Regions from separate parts of the Mus musculus genome. Here all the other regions are linked to region 2. A link is a contact called in public promoter capture Hi-C data. All regions are on one chromosome and are shown on one strand. The core of a region is the stretch at or near the end of the contact, and the rest is flanking DNA. Distances in the headings are between cores, read along the strand shown. Region 1 holds the start of Crygb (crystallin, gamma B). Region 2 holds the start of Mettl21a (methyltransferase like 21A). Region 3 has its middle 26 kb from the start of Gm35803.

What was found. Promoter capture Hi-C pulls out the DNA fragments that hold promoters and counts their contacts.
Region 1: a contact with region 2 is called in a promoter capture Hi-C map of embryonic stem cells, with 2.6 times the contacts expected there. The contact joins the promoter of Crygb here to the promoter of Mettl21a in region 2. A contact is called at or near these places in 11 of 39 promoter capture datasets (the 3T3-L1 cell line, 3T3-L1-derived adipocytes, embryonic stem cells and 3 more) and 2 of 9 other capture datasets (adipose tissue and embryonic stem cells).
Region 3: a promoter capture Hi-C map of pre-B cells shows a contact between it and region 2, with 4 times the contacts expected there. The contact joins the enhancer-like site here to the promoter of Mettl21a in region 2. A contact is called at or near these places in 3 of 39 promoter capture datasets (the 3T3-L1 cell line and pre-B cells), 2 of 484 Hi-C or Micro-C datasets (embryonic stem cells and pre-B cells) and 1 of 9 other capture datasets (liver).

Annotation. Positions count from the first base shown.
Region 1 is chr1:65,081,007-65,083,706 of GRCm38.p6, reverse strand. Crygb (crystallin, gamma B) reads left to right here and starts at 1,417. Exons shown (of 3, transcript NM_144761.2): 1 at 1,417-1,460; 2 at 1,550-1,792. The coding sequence starts at 1,452.
Region 2 is chr1:64,616,461-64,619,160 of GRCm38.p6, reverse strand. It overlaps Mettl21a (methyltransferase like 21A), which reads left to right and starts at 1,397. Exons shown (of 3, transcript NM_025964.4): 1 at 1,397-2,700.
Region 3 is chr1:64,304,436-64,307,135 of GRCm38.p6, reverse strand. No RefSeq gene overlaps it. Among named protein-coding and RNA genes, the nearest start is that of Gm35803, 26 kb to the right of the region's middle. Within about 2 kb of position 1,430, at least 230 of the 459 cell types and tissues checked have an H3K27ac peak or open chromatin away from gene starts, as enhancers often do. A contact at or near this core is called in embryonic stem cells, liver and pre-B cells, where this site is marked.

The sequences.
Region 1 (2,700 bases), core at 168-2,667, 460 kb before region 2:
ATAAATAGTATGTGTTTGTGAATAATCACCATATTTCCCCAAACAAAGACGACAAAAAGATGCATTGTTTTACACTTTTGCAAATCCTTACTGTGGGGAAATGACAGTATTCATTTGTTCATTTGTAAAGGAAAGAATAAAATTTTCTTAAGATAGCAAATAAACTCAGTATTTTTCTGAAAAACTGTCCTGAAGAGATATCAGTTTGAAGTAGGCTAGGGGACCCCAGGGTTCCCACAATACATGTTTGAGGCACACTGTCAAGACACCCTCCCCACTCCTCCCACCCCCCCACCCTCCCTCCACCACCCCCCTACTCCCAAATCTGGCCTGGATGGTACCCATTATTTCAAGCCTGAGAAAGTTTGTGGTGGGTTGCTAGGAAGGTTTCTGTCAGAATCCTTATATTACTTTACTGATAGCTCCTGAAAAACAAAATAAAACAAAACAAAAAATAAAAAGAAAAAATGGAAAGAAAAAAATGTGGCATTTGTAGGAGGGACAGACTCTGGGTGAGCATGAGCAGAAGGGAGATTTAGGCTCTCCAAGGATATTGGAAATGGAGGAAGCCTATGAACACTCACTTGCTTTCTCTTCCAGTCAGAGCCACAGCATCAAAACCTCTGTTCTAGGTGCAAGGGTGGAGAAAAGACATCACAAAAATAGTTGACAATTCTACTCCAGACCATCGCCCCAACGAACATTAATGATCACAGAATCTTGAATTTGAACTAAACTTTATGCTTTTCAGAATGTCTCCTCCGGTTACGTCTCTTTGAGCTCTCTTACTCAAGCTTCCTTACTGTTTAAGTTTTCACTTTTAAAAAATTTAAACTAGCTGCATATGTATCAGAAGATGGCCTAGCCGGCCATCAGTGGAAAGAGAGGCCCATTGGTCGTGCAAACTTTATATGCCTCAGTACAGGGGAACACCAGGGCCAAGAACTGGGAGTGGGTGGGTAGGGGAGTCGGGGGAGGGTATGGGGGACTTTTGGGATAGCAATGAAAATGTAAATGAGGAAAATACCTATAAATTTTTTTTTAATTTAAATATGCAATCAAAATCCGAAGCACGCACAGTTGCTAAATCAGATTCTCTCCAGAGAAGTCAATTGAGCCGAGTAAGCTATAAAATAAACGCACAGAATCAGAGCTTCGCTCATTCTTTTGCAAAACAAGAGCAAAGACTTTTCTCATTGATGGCAACAACACAACAGCTTTAGTGAATTAGAGCAACCCGAACCTACCAGAAAGAATGAGAGTAAACCATTCAGCCAACCCCAATGAGCAGAGGGAGGGAGAGAGCTCTCCGAGCTTGCAAATCCCCTTACTCACCGAAATGGGCCCCTTTGTGTGATTTCCTGTGGAGGCAGCAGTCATGACAGCTATATATACCAGGGGAGCTCCCCTAGAGTCTCACAGCTCCCAGGGCATCTCTTACTCTCAGCGAGATGGGAAAGGTAAGTCCTGGAACCCTGACCTTTGCCCGCAAGCAGCATCCTTGCTGGCAGAAATCACTTATTTGTCTGGTCCCTTTCTGCGCTTACAGATCACCTTCTTCGAGGACCGCAGCTTCCAGGGCCGCTGCTATGAGTGCAGCAGCGACTGCCCCAACCTGCAGACCTACTTCAGCCGCTGCAATTCTGTCCGCGTGGACAGTGGCTGCTGGATGCTCTATGAGCGCCCCAACTACCAGGGCCACCAGTACTTCCTGAGACGTGGAGAGTACCCTGACTACCAGCAGTGGATGGGTTTCAGCGACTCCATTCGTTCCTGCTGCCTCATCCCCCAAGTGAGTTTGGCTGTCTTTATTATTGATCTCTGGGAACACAAATTATCCTAAAAGATCATCTTAAAGCAAGTCGTTTCAACTAGAGCAAAGAGTGGGTGTAATACCTAGTATGTGTATCCAGTAGGATACCTGAGAGAGGAATCTCAGTTCTCAGGAACGTGGTGGTGAATTTTTAGAAAACTCAAATCCCCATTTTCACATTTTATATGCTATCGAGAAGTCAAATGCCAACGCCAGAGAGAAATTTTAAAACAATAAGATATTGAAGACAATACATTTATTATCTGTTTAACATATAAATCCCCTCCATATGTAGTCCTTAGTTCATTCCAAACCAGTTCAAGTCAGAAATTCAGTTTCTTAATCTAAAAATGCAATGGGCTAATGTGCAGGTGTTATAAAATGCATTGGGTGGGTAGGATGCACTGAAGAGATAGTGGCAAGAATTCAAGGCCAGCCTGAGCCATCCGCTTTGTAGAAAACCATACCACCTTGAATGCCCTGATCTCATCTAAAAACATGTTGGCTTGCTTGGCCTTGCAATTCTTTCTACTCGATTTTTTCCCCATCTTCTGCTTCTTATTCATATGTAGTGGGCAGTACCTATTGGCTCCCTTGGAGGAATACACCAGCAAAAGGGTTAAAACCAAAGTTCAAGATTCATGCTTTCTAAAGCACGACCATAATAGCATCCTAGGCAGGTGGAGTGTGGGAGGGGTGAGACAAGATGAAGTTTAACCCTCACAGGGAAGGGTCAGTGGGCATGCAGGAAGCCAGGGGAAGGGGCTGATTTGGACTGAAACTGAGACTTAGAAAGAGAAACCAGGGAAACACAGCACCTTATATATCACAGGGGCTCAGTCTCCTGCTCTAGAGATACGTGGACCAATGCACAGGTTTTGCAGAGA
Region 2 (2,700 bases), core at 148-2,647:
GCAAAAGGCGCTCTCAACCACTAAGTCATTTCTCCAGCCCCTCTACCTCACTCACATTGGAAGTCTCCCAAGTTGTTAGCACCCCCCGTTGTGGTACCACCTAAGCAATGCTGCAGCACGCTCTGTTCTCCACGATTACAAAGGTTTCTTTCTCACTCCTGTTTCAGTTGTGAAGCTCCAACCGGGGACCTGGTGCTAAAGAGAGCCTGGATGTTAAGACACAAGCCTTGGCTAGGCATGGTGACACACAACCTGTAATCTCAGCACTTGCCAGTCTGGGGCAGGTGCATCTGAGTTTGAAGCCAACCTGGTACATATATAGTGAGTTCCTGGGCAGACAAGGCTATGTAGAGAAGAGAGATCCTGTTTTAAACTAAACCAAACCAAAGCCCTGGGATAGTGAGAAAGGAGCAACTACCCAGCTGCGAGGGGCTCTTTCACCCACGTTCTGATGGTAAGAACAATTTGTATGGTCAAGTATGAACTAAGGATAGGAAAATCCCTGGGCATATTAAAGACAGCCATATAGCAGGCTGAGCACTTAAATATGTACTCTATCAAATGCTCATTACTCTCTCCCCCAAGGATTAAACAAGTCTTTCTTCTCAGATATTTAGAGGCTCACCAGTGGTTTCTGTTTGTGCTCTCTTTAATGTCTACACTGCTATAGATGTTGATTTTCCTAAGCGGATGTGTGCCCTTTCTAAGCAAGTCGGCAATAATTACAACTCTGGGAGCTAGGAGGGGCAAAAGGAACACGGTAAGTAAATGTAATGTTGCAAATGCTCTTGTTGGCAGTGTGCTGGAGAGCTTGGGGGAAGTTTTAAAGTCATATACATATGTATGCAATCCTCCCCTGTGTGTGTATACATTTTCAGTGGAAAGATGGAGAATAGGGAGACAGAATGGTTAGCTAGATCCCAGGAATCTGGGGAGGTCAACCCATTTACATTTTTGAATGTTTTTCTGACCCAAAGTCTACACTTTCCTGTGCCTAGTTTAGGTCCCCAAAAGAAAGAAATAAAACAGAAAACACACGGAAGAAAGGTATTTCTTCTTCTAGTAACTACATATCAACGTGGTGTGGTCTTTTCACTTGTGCGTATTCACTGATGAAATCGGATTAGCTCTCTCTAGCGCAAAAACGTGAGCTTTAATAAGAAAAGGAAAAGGGGAAGCTGAGAAGCCGAGATAGCACAAAGCCATGGAGCAAGTAAGGAGAAAACTTACTAAGAGAAAAAACGGAGGAAGAAAAGACCCAAACAGGAAACTCAGTAACTTGAGGAAAGGGCTCTTACTGGTCCCCAGTTTACTGCAGGCCACTTGTCCCCAGTCTCCCGCAGCTGGTGCTGGAATGTGGAGGTCAGGCGCGCCCCCTGCCGGCCGGGAGAGGCGAGGGCGGTCGCGGCTCGGCAGGGTCCGGCACGCGGAGACCCTTGGGTGGCCAGGTCCGGGGATGGAGTTTGCAGCCGAGGCTGCCGGCCAGGATTTAGAAAGGCGTCCATTTCGGCCAGCAGAGTGGCGGCGTGGAGCGACGCGAGCGCCCGAGCGCATGTGGTCGGGCTCAAAACCCGGCCTGGGCGTCGCACGCCCACTCCCCAGCCGCGCCGTGGTTAGGGATGCTCGGTAGTGTTCTCTCCCACTTCACTGCCACCAAACGCGGTGACTACGTTTAGTTCTCTACTTCGCTACGCATCCTTGGGCGCCAACGTCGCCGACTAACTGTCCACTTTAAGGTCGGCCTTTCTCCCATGCAAGGCACCCCACGCCCCTGTGCACTCGCCCTCCCTGGCGCCCCAAAACCGTAGGGCCTCACAGGAACTACACAGCACGGGCCAGGGGAAAGCGGCGGTACCGGGGAAGGGGACCGGAAACCCGCGTCTCTCTTCCCGGAACCAGCTTCCACCGCCTTCTGCCAATCCAGCCTTTTAAGGAGGAGCTCCGCACAGCGACTGGGCAAGGCTGTGCGCTTGCGCGGCTCGGGTACCCTCCCGGAACCGTGAGTATCTACGTGGAGGCACTGCAGGGTGGCCAGCGGGCTGTGTGGGCGCCAAGCCTCCACCCGAGGGTCCGAAAGGAGTCTCTGCAGAGCCCTGCTCCCACCATGCTGGGTTCCCGGGACTCTTTCGTGGGCGCGAGGGAAGCGCATCTGTGGCCCCCGGGTGTCGTGCGGGACGTGCTTTTTGTCCCGCGGGTTGTCCGCCAGTATTGTCCGCTCCAGCCCCCAGGGTGACTCCATCCACTCTGCCGTAGGGAGCCTTCTAGGGTCAAAAGGCAGGGCGAACCCTTAGGATTTAGCAGAAGTACGCATTTGGCTCCTTTGTCCTAGCTGAACATGAGGATGTAGGTTGGCGGACCAAACAAACAAAAATGTGGGAGCTGGGTCCAGACAGATCAGGTGCCCAGGGCCGTCACTGTCACTTCGTGTACCGTTCTTTATGTAATGCCCAAGTAGTAACAGGAGCCTGTAGGGTGCCACAGTAGTTAGAGATTTCTAGGCGTTTCCTCCTCAGAGTTATTAGTTGACACCAATTCAGAGCCAATTTTCACTTCCCTCAAGTCTCGGAGGAAAAGCTGTTGAAGAAATTGGATGCACCTCAGTCTATTTCTTAGTTTGAACTTGTAATAACGTCAACAGCTTTTCCAAGTTACTTAAGTAAGATACAGCACTCAACTTCTGACTCTGGTGACACTCAGGAT
Region 3 (2,700 bases), core at 181-2,680, 310 kb after region 2:
GTTGATGCTGATTCTAGTGGCTTCCAAGAAAAGACTTGTTGGATTTGGGGACTTATTCTAATAATCTGAGAATCTTTGCCTTTTTATGTTGAATTCTCCCATTTAATTAAAATATAACTGTCCTAATTATTCAAATTATATCTCTCAACAAATGTTTTTAATCTTTTACTACATTTGCCTTTAGTTTGTATGTATTTTTGCTTCTTAATACTTCATTAGCTTTTCTTTGGCATTTTATTATCTACCTTGGCTTTGCTGTAATATACAAATACTATTGGGTTTTTTTTTTTACGTATTTTTCTTATTTCAAGCCATTTTATCACTTTGTTAGTAAAATGTTTTAGTTCATAATTTTAGTTTTCTCAGAGGTATACTTGTGTGATTTTCAAGTACTTGGGAACTTTTGTTTACAGAGTTTATCCCCTGTGCTTCTCAACTTACTGATTCAGAACTCAACTTACTGATTCTAGAACAATAACTGTCCACAACGACTTTTTAGTTTGATTCCTACACGTGAATGTTTAGCCATTAAGCCAAGTCTTTATTTTTATCCATCTTTATCATAATGAGTGGGCATCCTTCAATAACTAGTGAAACATTTCCTATATGTTTAGGGAACAATGTTGATTTCTTCAGGTATTGTCCCTGTTACCATCACAGAGGCCCATGACTGTCGAATCAGTGAATACTTTGTGAATGGTTTTGTCTTGGAAGTCAGTCGGTGACACCATGCATTCTAACACCCGAGGGCCAAGATAGTGGGTCAACGAAGAAACAGTTGTAATAGTGGCAATCCCTTTGGGCATATTCTCCTGCAGAGCTTTGAACCACCATTTAAAGTAATGGTAGCGGACACACTAGTTGATAAAACTAAGGATAGAGGACATTGAAGACGGCAGCATGGTATATAGGAGTAAAAAGCCGTGCCTTACTCTGAAACTGGAAGTTAGAAAATTGTCAAAGATGGTGGGTTTCTATGGTCACCTCCTGGCTCTCAATCCCCATGTCACAGGTTCCCACTCAGAGCCTGCACAGAAAAAGAAAAAAAAAAAAAAAGAAAAAAAAGAAAAAAAACCCCAACTTTGGACCAAAGGCTGAGAGTGAAATTTCAGGGTCACAGGACTTGCATTTTGAGATGCCAAACCCAGAAATACCCCGTAAAATGAAGACGGATGCACTGAAGAACACCAGTGTCTACACTAGGGGCTCGCTGCCTTGCAGCTGCCCAGTTGACCTTTCACCAGGGTGTTTAAATGGGGGGAAAAAAAGAGCAGCGCTTTCCTCTTCCTCGGGCAGCTCAGAATAGCTGCTTCCTTTCGTATAAACAAGTCGTATCTCTGGGAATTTCTAAAGCTGAATAGTGTCTGCTCAGAAGCCATGACTCATGACTCACGCTGTTTCCTGGCAGGCTTCACAAATGCAAAAACACCTCTCCGAGCAAAGACTCTGACAAGAGTGGTCACATGAAGCCGCAGAGTCCTTCATTTTAAACACAGGAAAACAAGAGTCGAGGGAAACTGCCAGTACTCTTCTTGGGAAGCAGGCCTCATCAGGCAGAAAGTTCCCCCATTGGCTCAGCTGGTGTCGTGGCTGTCCCCCCATTGGCTCAGCTGGCTTCTGTGGCTGTCAGGCAGGCCCACTTGGAACCTTGTCCAGGCCTGTGGCTTTAGACCCTCCATCACTGTCTGCCCTCTATGTTTGGAACTTACCGAGCTCAGCTTCCCCTGGATTCTGAGGGGTAAAGGTTGTCTGAGGTGGGGCTCCCCAGGGAAATTACCAAGGGGTCACAGTGCTGGAGCTTGGGACCTTCTTCTTTGCTTCTGGCAGGAACTCTGAAGCAAAACAGTCTTCTTGCTGCAATTTCTCTTCCTCTAGGCTTCTCCTCCCAGATCCCATCTGGTCCCCTCTTTAGGGCCACTTAACTTTTCTCTTGTTTCCAAACAGTCAAGAAACAAAGAGGAAAACTGCTTATTGGCTTCTCTTAGTTCAAGAGTATAACAACCTCTGTGTGTGTGTGTGTGTGTGTGTGTGTGTGTGTGTGTGTGTGTGTGTTTGGGGGGGGTCTCTGTTTATGTGTTTATATGGTCTCTGAGTGTGGTTTCTCTCTCTCTCTCTCTCTCTCTCTCTCTCTCTCTCTCTCTCTCTCTCTCTCTCTCTCGTTTCTTTGCTTATGCATTTGTGTGGTCTGTATGCGTCTTCTCTGTTTATGTGTATGTGTTTATAAGGTCCCCTACACCTGTGTGTAATTGAGTATATGAACAACAGGGCAAAGTCTCTGCTTTCATGTTGAAAGAAAAAGATTGAAAACCTATAGGCAAACAAGGACATTGCTTTATTTACACCTATCTCTTAGCTTTCTACAGATAACAGTACAAAAGACTGGTTTGCATACAGCTCTGTGATTGGGGTGTAGTTTAACCCCTTGGTCCACAGTGCAGCTGGGTATCAGTTCTACTAGAACCAGAATACTAGCACTGGAGATAATGGGATATAAGTGCCAGGTCAGCTGATATATCAGATGATAAATATTTCACATTTCCCAGTCATTACGACCTGAACGTTTTCAGCATCAGGTTGCTTCAAAACAAAACAGTCACACAAAGCTGGAACTAAGGCTGGGATCAGGTTGGAACCAAGTCTTGTTCTCGGTTGACTCTGCCAGAGAACTGGTCTGGGGGAGGAGGACAGGATACAGAGGGA